Regions from separate parts of the Gossypium hirsutum genome. Here region 1 is linked to region 2. A link is a contact called in public Hi-C data. All regions are on one chromosome and are shown on one strand. The core of a region is the stretch at or near the end of the contact, and the rest is flanking DNA. Distances in the headings are between cores, read along the strand shown.

The links. Hi-C and Micro-C count contacts between places; a contact is called where the count stands out from the background.
Region 1: a Hi-C map of leaf shows a contact between it and region 2, with 2.8 times the contacts expected there. The contact joins the promoter of LOC107962914 here to the promoter of LOC121230631 in region 2. A contact is called at or near these places in 14 of 34 Hi-C or Micro-C datasets (callus, hypocotyl, leaf and 3 more).

What each region holds. Positions count from the first base shown.
Region 1 is chrA06:39,145,580-39,152,073 of Gossypium_hirsutum_v2.1, forward strand. LOC107962914 (trafficking protein particle complex II-specific subunit 120 homolog) reads right to left here and starts at 2,199. Exons shown (of 9, transcript XM_016899480.2): 1 at 1,664-2,199; 2 at 1,087-1,290; 3 at 785-967; 4 at 148-257. The coding sequence starts at 2,074.
Region 2 is chrA06:39,000,505-39,007,066 of Gossypium_hirsutum_v2.1, forward strand. It overlaps LOC121230631 (neurochondrin), which reads right to left and starts at 3,716. Exons shown (of 18, transcript XM_041115680.1): 1 at 3,562-3,716; 2 at 3,243-3,456; 3 at 2,986-3,148; 4 at 2,532-2,668; 5 at 2,187-2,290; 6 at 1,992-2,087; 7 at 1,790-1,883; 8 at 1,570-1,690; 9 at 1,290-1,489; 10 at 1,074-1,165; 11 at 954-1,009; 12 at 718-807; 13 at 503-602. The coding sequence starts at 3,564.

The DNA of each region.
Region 1 (6,494 bases), core at 949-3,448, 140 kb after region 2:
TTTGCTTAAAAGAATATTCAAATGAAGATGGGTACAACACAAACATAAATATAACTTAAAAAGTAGGGGAATAGAGTGTAGATGCGAAAATCTAAAAATATGTGTAGTTGAAACTCAAAGAAGGTGCAATGGAAAGACACCAAATACCTCTGAACATTGTCTTGAATGAAGGATTTCCTATAATGCGTAATGACATTATTGTACCGATATCTAACCTCATCCTCTACACCTGTATCCTTCTGGCCTATTTGATCAACCTGATAATAAGGCATAAATAATTATACAGTAGATGAATAAATTTCATATCATATGGGCAAATATTTTATCTATATTATCACTTGCAGTTATGATGCAAAAGGTCAATATAGCCTAATTTAAAAAACATCAACCCCCTCCCCCTACAAAAAATCCTACCCTAGAAAAGTAAAAAGATAATAATAAAGTACAGAAGGAGGAACAATTTAGTCCTTACACATGGGACAAATCCTCAATTAGGAAAATAAAACATCACGAATTCAAATGTGATAAATCTTGGAATTTAACCATAGCACTAAAGTTGGTAGTGGACATAACTAAACATGTGTCTCGTTGTAAAACTTTTATGAGACACTTTTCCAATAGAGATTTCCTTAAAAAAACTTAGCTTCAAATTTCAACAAGTGAGTTGCTAGCCTTATCCATTTGTTTCTGTTCAAGAACATCTATAAAATCTAAACAAGGACATTTAAGGGTCCATACAAATATCATAAATAGCAGATGAGCTTGATTAACATCCTGCAATTACCAGTATAGCACAAACACTACCCTCCAATGCCCCAGCATACCAAAAGTAATCTGCAGTCAACCTGGCTAGCTCTAGTGCAGTAGTATAGTGAGCATTTGCATCAACAGGCGATCCTGCTAACAAACAATAATCCCCTATTGTCTTTTGTGCACGAGCAAGTCTTCGTTTTTTAGCCTTGATCACCTGCATTGTTATTTAATAAAAACAAACACATCACACACACACACACACATGCAGAAGTGCGCGCATACCCACGCCCATGCGCTCACAGACTAAAATGCATAAAACACCTAAACATAAACCTCCTCTGAGCTAAGAGTAGCTTGAGAATCTAAAGGCGTCTTCAGAAGAGTTCCTGAAGATTCTGCTTGAAGAACCCACTTCTCAAATTCCATCAGTAATGAAGCAGCGATATCTTGCATCATTGTATGTAAGTGAAACTCCTGCATTGTACGGTCTGCAGGAGGAAACAAAACCAAGTTCTCCCTTTTCTTACCATCATCCAACTGCAGCAGAAAATAAAGTAATTAGATCACGTAATTCATTAAAAGCTAGGTTTTGTTTAGTTTATTAAGATAAACAAATAGTAAACATAATAAAAGGTTTCAAAAACACAAATCATATCATTCTACTATGTTATTCAGACTTTATTCCCAAAAATGCTCGTATCTTACACCCAATATGGGTTATCATCCTTCAAATTTATACAAAAAACCTAAGCATTCACGACACACTAGAATCTAGGTAATATAACCATTCCTTCGACAGATTACTAATAATTAGAATCCAAGTCAATTTATAATAATCGAAACCAATAACCAGATATCAGCATGTGATTCAATGAGAAGTAAAATAGAAACCTTAATTCTGAGAACTAACTTGCGAATTGCCAGGACAAAAGGCGAAGCAGCGTAGAACTAGAGCCGAAGTGTAAATTTTGCAGGCAGCATTGAATTGATCGATGACGTGATCAAGATCTGGTGACGAAGGGCAGTGGCAAATGCCAATCACGGAGAGGAACTTGCGATAAGGCTGGAAATCTTCCCAAGGGCTAGGCGGAGACCCGCCCAACAAGAATTTGAACTGGAGCGAGCCTGTGTCCCAAGGCTGGTGGGCGAAAGGCGATTTCTGGTGCTCCGTGTAGAAGGAGCTGATGGTTGAGAGAGGGATGGTGTGGTGCGGAAGGAGCATGGAGTGGTAATCCCGCAGAAGAGGAGGGGGGACTTTGCCTATTGGAAGGACGGCGATCCGGATCATGCATGATGTCTCAATGCTCACGTCGGGTTCCATTGCCAGATCGGACGGAAGGGAAGAAGAGGCGCAGTGGTGATAGTGTGGTGGTAGGTGTATTAGATTAGGAACATACGAATCGGTCAAGTCGAAGAGGCACCTGGCCAAGTACGATTCAGGTCGACAAATGGGGTTGCAGTATTTAATTTATTTATTTTGTTTAAAAAATCAGAATATCATATAACAAAAAATAATATTATAATAAACCTAAAATTAAAAAACTAAAAAAACAGGAGACCAAATTCACTAAAATAAAATTAGAAATCTTAAATTCCATATGTGGGAAAGTATCTATAATTACGGATCTATAATTTTTTTAGAAACTGAATATATTTTAATATACAAATTAATTAAATAATTAAATAAAGAGGGAGGGAAGTCAGGAAAAGCCAATCATCCCTAATTACATCAACAGCCTATGATTAATATCTACCTCCATTGTAAAATTACCGCTGTTACTAATTAATTGAAATGTTCAACTAAATATTGTACAAACTATTAATATAATTACCCATCTTTATATTTATGGGTTAAAAAGAATCAATATAATTACCCATCTTTATATTTATGAGTTAAAAAGAATTATGAGTAATTTTAGATATTATTTTTTTAAAAATAAATATAATTAAAACTTATAATAAAATTCATGAGGTTTTTCTCAACTGCTTTTTAACTATTCTAAATTTAAATTAATCTCAGAATGATATATATATGAAACCATTTTGATATTATAAGTAAAATTCATCCTTCACGACAAAGTTCAGAATTTATATATTGTTTTTAGGTTAAATCAACATTTTGCCTATGAACTTGTAATTTTTCTCATCTTAGTCTTTGAATTTTTTTTTTCACATTAATCTTAAAATTAGACAACTTTTTTCAATTTCTGCCTAAAAATATTTTTTTTATTAAAAGGAGATGATGATATGCCATAATCTTAGAATGCTATATTATCACAAGGATCAAAATTGAGAAAATTTGTCAAGTTATATGATTAATGTGAGAAAAAAAAAATTCAAGGATCAAGTTGAGAAAAATTGTCAAGTTTAGAGATTAAAAGCGTGTTTGAGAGGGATTTCACTTGTATCTAGGTTTTTAAATTTCTAAAATTGAATTTACTTATTTTAGTAAATATATGGAAATTTTTCAAATAAGTAATTTTAAAAGAGATTTCAATAGCTCAATTCCTTTTTCAAAATTCCTAAGAATTTTATTTGATTTAATACACATGACCCTCTATAAGATAAAAACAACTTAAATTTCAAATTTCATTTTTATTTAATTCTAATAATTTATATTTTTTTTACAAATATGACGATATCCATGTTGAATATTTTTAAATTATTTATTTTAATATAATTATTTTTTTATAACTCCTTTTTATTTTGTTTTTTTTTTCAAGATATCTACCAGAGCGAGTTCAATAAATAATCATCCACATTTTGTAAATCCATTAAGGAGTAAATGCTGGCTATAAATTTTAAAACTGTTCTATACTCAAGACAAGCATTTATCCAAATAAAGCAAATACAAATGCTTCCTTGTACCATTTAGTAAATAGGTTGATAGTAAAAAAAAATAGGTTTAGCATTTTATTTATAATCTATATAAAAGCATAAATTTAAAGAAATTTTTGAACAAACAAAATTAAATTTTATTATTTATTATATTACAACATTAAAATTTAAAATTTTTTTTGAATGAAATCATAATATATTAATTTTGTAATTTTATGATAATATTAATCAAACTGTGAAAAAATAAAATAAAATAAAGAACACACAAATTTTTACGTGGAAACTCTTTCGGAAAAAACCTCGGGCAGAGGAAAAGAAAATTCACTATGTCAAATTCGAATAAATACAAGAGGAATAGACTATACCTATTTATAGGCTTGTAAAGCCATATTCTAGTAAGACTGAAACACCTTATTCTAATCAATATAAAATAGATGGAGTTTAATAAGGTTTAAAAAACCTTATTCTAAAATAAAATAAAAGAAGTGTAGTTCTATATGAATTTTACTTTTATTTTATTTTACCACTGTATTTTATTTAAATAAGGATTCGGGTCATTTAATTCTAACAATCTCCACCTTGACACGAATTCTCAATGAACAAGTTCTTCATCGTGAACTCTCAACGAACAAGTTCTCCACTTCTTCCATAAAACCCCTTAAGGGTTTAACTTCAACAATGGACACCAACCAAGTCTAAGCAATGCTCAAACTTGGTTATAGGAAGTAACTTAGTCATCATATCTGTAAGATTTTCATCAGTACTAATTTTGCTCACAACAATATCACCACGAGCAATAATATCACGAACAAAATGATACCGAACATCAATGTATTTTGTTCTCTCATGAAACATTTGATCTTTTGTAAGGAAGATTGCACTCTGACTGTCACGAAATACAGTACTAATTTGAAGGTCTTCATTGAGTTCACTAAAGAGTCCCTTCAACCAGATAGCTTCTTTACAAGCCTCAATAATTGCCATGTACTCAGCTTTAGTACTAGACAAAGCGACTGTAGTTTGCAAAGTGGCTTTCCAACTGATTGCACAACCTCCGATTGTAAAGACATAACCTGTAAAAGATCTTCTTCTATCAAGGTCTCCAGCAAAATTAACATCAACAGACCCAATGACTCCATCTCTAGTTCTTCCAAACTGTAAGCAAACATCAGTAGTACTTCGTAAGTATCTTAAAATCCATTGAACTGCTTTCCAGTGTTCTTTACCGGGATTCGTCATGTATCTGCTAACTGCACTGACTGCATATGATAAATCTGGACGTGAACAAGCCATAGCATACATGAGAGATCCCACAGCACTCTAGCACAGAACATGTGACATGTACTCAATCTTATCATCTGATAGTGGAGACAAAACCGATGAAAATCTAAAATCAGCTACTAAAGGAGTACTAACAGGCTTAGCACTCTGCATATTGAACCTACAAAGAACTTCCTCAATGTACCCATTCTGACTTAGGTACAATTTACTTGCTTTTCTATCTCTGAGAATCTCCATACCAAGTATCTTCTTTGTTGGTTCTAAATCTTTCATCTCAAATTCTTCACTTAGTTGGGCTTTGGCCTTTCTTATCTCTCATTTATCTTTTGCTGCTATCAACATGTTATCAACATAAAGAAGTAGATACACAAAAGAACCATCACTGTTTTTCTTAAAGTAAACACAACTGTCAAAACTACTTCTTTTGAAATCATGAGAAGTTATAAAGGAATCAAACTTCTTGTACCACTGTCTTGGTGACTGTTTCAAATCGTAAAGGGACTTTTTCAGCAATCAAACATAGTCCTTTTTTTCTGAGACTGTAAAACCCTCTGGTTGTTGTATGTAAATATCCTTCTCAAGTTTTCTATGAAAAAATGTAGTTTTTACATTTAACTACTCAAGCTCCAAATCATGCATGGACACAATACCAAGCAAAGCTCTAATCGAACTATGCTTAACAATTGGGGAGAACACATCTGTGAAGTCCACTCTTGAAATTTGACTGTAATCCTTTGCAACAAGCCTTGCTTTATATTTAGGTTCTTCAACTCATAGAGTCCCTTCTTTCTTTTTAAACACCCATTTACAACGAACAACCTTTTTACCTTTAGGAAGTTTCACAAGATCCCATGTTCTGTTTTTGTGGAGTGATTCCATCTCCTCTTACATAGCAAACATCCACTTTTCTGAGTCTTCACAGCTAACCTCCTCAGAATAATTAGATGGCTCTTGTTTTGCATCTATATCTTCAGCCACATTTAAAGCATAAGCAACTAGATCAGCCTCAGCATACTTCTTTGGAGGTTTAATTTCTCTTCTAGTTCTTTTTTTGGCGATAGAGTATTGCGGTGAAAAAGCAACTCTATCCTTAATTTTTGTACTGGCTTGAGGAGTCGACTCTGTATTAATTTGATGCTCCACCTGCTTTTGATTTTCTTTATTGGAAGAGTCTTTAAGAGATAAGTTAGGCAGCATAGCAGTTTCATCAAAAACAACATCTCTGATAATCACAACTTTTCTATTTTCAAGACACCATAATTTATACTCTTTTACACCAGTTTTATAACCAAGAAAAACACATTTAATGAATCTCAGTTCCAATTTTCCATTATCAACATGAGCATAAGCAAGAAACCTAAAAATCTTTAAATTAGAATAATTTGCAGGATTACCAGACCATACCTCTTGTAGAGTCTTTTTCTCAATGGCAACGGATGGGGATCAGTTAATCAAAAAACATGCAGTAGAGGCTGCTTCGGCCTAAAACGACTTTCATAAGTTGGCATTTGACATACATCGAACCTTCTCCATGATCGTTCTGTTCATTCGTTTTGCAACGCCATTTTGCTACGAAGTATGGCGAACTGTCAAGTGTCTCACGATCCATTCTGACTTGCACA
Region 2 (6,562 bases), core at 2,466-4,965:
TGGTAACACAGACATCTAAAGCATGTTTTTAATGGATTGGTAACAGCTTAATGTTAACTAAAGTAAGGGGATTATTGTACATGTAGAAATCACAATTTAAAATGTCACTTCCAAGAGAGCACCTAGTTAATGGTTCTTGAAAAGAGTAGAAATAGCCAAAGAGGTACACATATTTTAAATGTATATACAGATGCGCATTTATATCAGAAAGATAGGCTTGACATATTCACTAATACACCTTAAAGTTTAATTGGTTTTTTTTTTTAAGTTACAATAGTTCCAATAGAATTAATCATTACAAGCACTGAACTGAAAAACTAACAACCAACTCAATTTAAACTAACCAACCAACCAGAATAAATTTGGGAGAGATCCCTCACATTTCTATAAGGTTAGGCTCAAACTTGGGGCCTCGAACTTGCCGTTGAGCCAAGGCCTTATTGGCAGTTGAATTGGTATTAGATATTAACAAGAATGAGACTTTTAATTAAGATATACTTACAGCTTTATAACCTCCGGAAGAAGCCAGAAGTTTGCATCCTTCAATTTTCATAGTCTTTTGACACAACATTGGAAGCAGAAAGCATACAGAGTAAAATGGGCTGTATCAAAGTTAATTAGCGAAAATGTTCAGCAAAGTTGGTCAAGAACTACAGAAATCAAACAAAAGACATGGGTATCAAATCATTAGAGAACTGCAAAGTTAAGTTGTCATACCTTGATTCATGTTCACCTTCAACTGAAAGCATATATCCCAAAAGTTCCGTGATTTTATCTTCGCATGCAACAGGTGCTTCTGCAAGATAGCTAAAACAAACACAAACATCAGCTCAACAAAACATTCCACCGTAGGTTCAAAAGATCAAATCCAATGCTTGACAATGTATATGTGTGCCTGGATATATAAAAAGGAAATGACACAAATACTTTGAATGAGATGGCATCAAAAATACCTCCCAACAAGACGTACTGAAGCAAGAAGATCATTTCCTACTTTTTGCCCATGTTCCTGCAAAATTTTAACAGTAAATAAAAGAGGTAAAGAAATATTATGATCATATTTCTAACCATACCTTTGCATCTTGCAGATACTCTAGAACCACACCAATTGTCTCATTAAGCCCATTGATCGCCTTTATGAAAGTATTTTCATCGAGAACGTGCCCTGTAATTTGAGTTTCTTTGTTAAAATTCTTAAATAAACAGCTTCCAATATGCATACTAGAAAATAAGGAACTCCAGTGCAACAAACTGAACAAAATTTTCGCAAGGTAGCAAAAGCAACATACCTTCAGTTTCACCAATGTTTGATATCAACTTTATTATCTTCTCCACCAATGAAAAGACAACAGTCACTTTCTGTTGCTTTGAGATTATTGTTTCAGCTGTTGATGAAGAACTCTTAGAAGCTTCATATTTCGAGTAGGCTAGCTCATTCAGCAAAACAGCAACTTCAACCCGTGATGACTCTAAGACAAGCAATAGACACCTGAGAAATAAATCTACAAACCATCCGCCCAATTATGGTAGCTTTACAAGAGCCAAAAGAATTCAACAAGCACTCCTTACCTGTCAGCTGGAGTAGGATCCTGTACATTAGGCAAGTTTATTTGACCAATCAGCCAACCCTCACCCTTTATAGATACCATGGATTCAGCTAGGATAAGGGCCTCAAATTTTTCAGCAGGTGCTGCAATAAAATATCAAAAACATTATCACCAGTAAGTTTCACTAATTAAAACTTAGTTTTGATTGGAAAGGAAGATTGAACAAATTCAGTTCAACATACCTACACGGTTCTGTAAAATTGTCGCAACACCGTCACGCATATGGTTTGACCAGTTTTCGTTTTGAATAACACGGAGAGCATCGTGAAGGAGTGTCTAAACATATCAAGTGAAAATATTACCAGTCAAATGTAAGATGATTCCTAGCAATTGGAGATCCAAAGCATAACTTCCCAGAAAGAAAACAGTGGGGGGGAGGCGTACCGAGTATTCTGAAGAGAAGATGGCAGACAATAAGTGAAGTGCTTCAAACTTCAAGGCATTTTGTAGGAGAGCAAACTGTCTTGCTATTTTGGTCACCTAAATTGCAAGAGAAATGGTTTAAATGATCAAAATTTAACCATTGTGAACTAAACATTGAAAACAAAAGCTTAATGGCTAGAAAAAATCTAGACTCACAATGACTGACAGCTCCGAGAGATGGTCGTTCTCAACGATGCCTTGTGACAGCTTCTTTAGCATCAATTGGACAAGCTTCGTGGCAAGTTCCATCAAACGAGACCCTGCAGCAAGTTCACATATAATCACTTCTCTGCATAGACAGTAGAATTCAAATTGCAAATCCATAACACCATGTAACTAAATAAGTTAGGTCCCTAAAAAGTTAGGCACAAATACAGAATAGAAAACAACAAATTCTCTCCAGACTGAAAGCTACCAGCTATAACTATAATGAAGACTGTATAATATAAGGCCCCGGAAGTGCCAAATTCTAGAAATTTGTTACAGTGTAAGATAAGCTAACATCTGGCAGAGCGGACATTTGATGAGCAAGTAATTTAATCCCTCCGGATTCATACACTGCTGTAAGTCCATCCTCAGAAGCAGTTGACACCAAGTATAAAAATTCATAGCATTCTTCAAGCACAGGCATGCCTGATCTGCTTTCAAAAAAAAAAAAAAAACCTTAGTTACAGAGACTAACAACACAGCAATGGACCATAAGTTTTGTTGTAAAACATTAAAAAGCTATGCATCAGATACTAGTGTGTGACATACACAAACAAAGATATAACCTCCAAAGATCCACCAAATAAATTGAAAAACTTTGAGAAATCTATCTATACTTGTGTTGAAGACATACCGCTTACATCCGAATCCGAGTAACATGGTTAAAAAGCTAAAATTTCATATCATGCACTGCACATTTCTAAATTCATGAATTTGAAACAAAGAGGAGTATGGATAAAAAGCTTACTTCATTGACATTACTTCAAAAATCATTGGAACCTTGGAAACCATTTCTTTCGAAGAAGCAATCTCAGAAACTCGACAAAACGCAGACAGAACCGACACTGACAGCTGCAAATACGCATCCCGGTTTTCACCACTACCACTGCTCACTACACCTTTACCCAACCCTTTTTTTAAACCAAAAAACAAAACTATATTTAAGCATAAAAAAAAGAATTGCAAAATCATATTTTTTTTAAAAAAAAGAGTATGAATTAATACCGGTCCTTAAGAGACGGTCCAAGAAGTGAGGTCCAACGGCGTCGTAGATAGCCCTAAGGGAAACGAGATCGTCGCTTTTGCAGGATTTGGTGACGAGAAGCAAGCCAGCGAGGCGTTGCTCGTCTTGCTCGCCTTTTAGTAACTTCAAGCAATCTTGAAGAGATACTGATTGTGATTGTTCTTCTTCCTGCTGCTGCAGCAATTGTGGCTCCTCCTATCAAAAAAAGAAAGAACAAACATTATACATATGGCAGATAGAATGGAGAGAGCTGAAGGAATTAGTGTAAGAAAGAAAGGAAGAGGGAATGAGAAGGTTTACCATGGAAGCTAAGGAAGGATGGCAGTGCAGAGATTTTGGGTGGGTTTTGGTTCCTATTGATTTGACCCTAGTGGAAATATGTTTGAGGGAGTGTCCAGAGGCGTCTAGTATGGCGCCATGGCAAGGTTTTTCGACCTTACATACTCAATTGGGCCTAATTAATGGACCAGAAAAGAAAATCCGATTATTGGAATTTACAGGATTTAATTTAATTTGTTCTGAGGAAACAATCAGCTTGGATTCCAACTCACCCTAATTTCAATTTTAATATGAAATTATTCAAATAATTTTGAGATCAAGACGGATAAATTTTCAATTAAAATTTTTGAATTGAGTAGAAATAAAATTAAGTTGAAAACGGAAATGAAGCAGGAAACAGAAAAATTAGATGAAATTCAAAGCAAGCTAAAAATCATTTTGTTCTTTACAATTGGGATATTAGGACCATGTCTACTGAGTCAACCTAGCTAATTTGGGATAAAAATCCAAAATCATCACCGGGGTCTTAACCCGTTGATTACTTCCTACTTACAATGTTCTGCAATAATACATTAAACACATGGCTGAGCTCATTAGTTCCATTCACGAAATGAATATTCTCCAAATATTTTATATATATATACACATATATTTTAAAAAAATTCATTAATTTATTCTATAAATGGGATCATACAATTTGAAAAAAAAAACATTCATCATAGGCAGTAAAGTACGAGCTCCATCAACCCAACAAATATTTCAGCATCAATAAAACATTATAGTACATTGACAATTCACTTTGTAACAACTTAAGTTCAATATATCTAAAGTAATTGCAATTATTTAATACAATAAGAAACTTAGCCTCGAATAGTCTAAAGCGATAAGTATATATTTTTTTGAAAAATGTGTAAAATCATCTTTAAAATCACTTGCAAAAGTAAGACTAAATTCATAAATAAGACTTTATACACAAGCAACACCAAAAAACGTGCTATAACAATCGACAAAAACTTCAAAAAATGAAAATTTATTAAACAATATAAAACAAATAAAAAATATATAAAACTTAAAGACGGTGTAGATTATTCTGAAATACTCTAAAAAAAGAAACAGACTAAGAAGTCGGTGGCAGAGAAATTGCTAATGGACAGTGGAGTTTTAGTAACAATAAACACCATCATCTATCCATCACTATTTGTAAAGATGGCAAAGATACTCGCAAAATATATATGCAAACTAAAAAGAGAGAAAACATACCAAGTGAATGAGAAAAAAAAAAGATTTGTGGGAGGGAGAAAAAGACGTGTGCTAACTAGCCCGAAAGTTGACATTGTTGCTAGGCAAAACAAAAAAAGAAGAAATAAACAACTTTAAGGAAAAGGAGAAAAAAAATTAGAATTTTTTTCCCTGGATCTATATATTAATTTCTAAATTATTCATAAATCTCTCTAACTTACAATGTCTATCTTATTACAACAACAATAATACTAATTAAATTAAAATTCAATCAACATTTTCTCCTAAATATTTTTGTATAATAGAACATGTAAATGATAAATTTAATATTAAATGAATTATTCAGTTGATGCAAACAAACAAACCATATAATACACAAAACCAATGATTTGCAACAACAGTTGGTGAGTGGTTACATTGGATATTCGATTTCCTTCTAGCAAGGTCTCCAGTTCATATATTATTAGACGGGAAAAAATAATGTTAAAGTCCATACCAAATTTAATTGAAATTTAAAATGATTTTCGAATATCAAAAGTTTTAGGCTTTTTTATAAAAATAATTTAATTAATTATCAAAATGAACCACTTTTTTAATTAAGTACAAGAATGATTGAAATTTATGGTAAAAGTAGGTGGAGCCAAATGATTTGGTGCCACCAACATGCCACATCAGCAGGGAGTATAAAAAAAATTATTTTTTTGTTGAAGCCATGTAGAATGGCGCCACCTGTATAAATACTAGGGAAATACTAAAATTTCTAAAAATATGAGAAGACTTAAAAAAAAATTAATCATTTTCTGGTGGAGCCAATTAATATGGCGCCACTAGATTCCTATCTATCATGTTAGTTTCTTTTTTTTTTTTTTGACTTTTTTATGTTTTGTTTTTTATGTTTATTTATTTATTTATTTATTTATTTATTATTAAATTTAAAAAATTTATAATATATTATTAATATATATTTTTCTAAATTTTAAATATATATTTTGAAATTAATTTTTTAAATACTAAATATATTTTTTAATAATATAAAATATTTAAATATTTTAAACTTTCAAATTTGTTATTAGTTTTATAATATTTTAAATATTATTTCTGACCCAAAACAGTAAAAAATATAAAAATAATGATTTAAAAGATTTAGGGACCTATTATGAAATTTTTCCATTTTTGAATGGTTACTGAAAAAGAAGAGCAAGGGTGCCGCCTCGTAGTGTGGCGGCACCAAACTTTAATTTAGATAATTTCATTTTAAGCCTTTTTTATTTATTATTTTCTTTTTATTACCCTTCAACTCACTATATTGTGTTTAAACAAACTATTAATTTTAATAATGCATATTTTATCCGAATGAAGTATGTATTAGCAGATTCACTAATATGATTATATATATAGATATTTACACATGTATCATTTACAAAAACAAAAATTTAAATACTTATACCTAATAAAACATGTATCTTATTACAATAATAGTTATTTTCCAAATAACATATTGTTTTATAATTTTATTTCTTATTTAATATTTTAATTTAATTTTAATAATGCATACTTTATCCGGATGAAGTATGTATTAGCAGATTCACTAATATGATTCTATATATATATATATATATTTATGCATGTATCACATTACAAAAACAAAAATTTAAATACTTATACCTAATAAAACATGTATCTCATTACAATAATAGTTATTTTCCAAATAACATATTATTTTCCAAAAATAGGTTAATGGTTTGTTTAAACACAATATAGTGAGTTGAAGGGGAATAAAAAG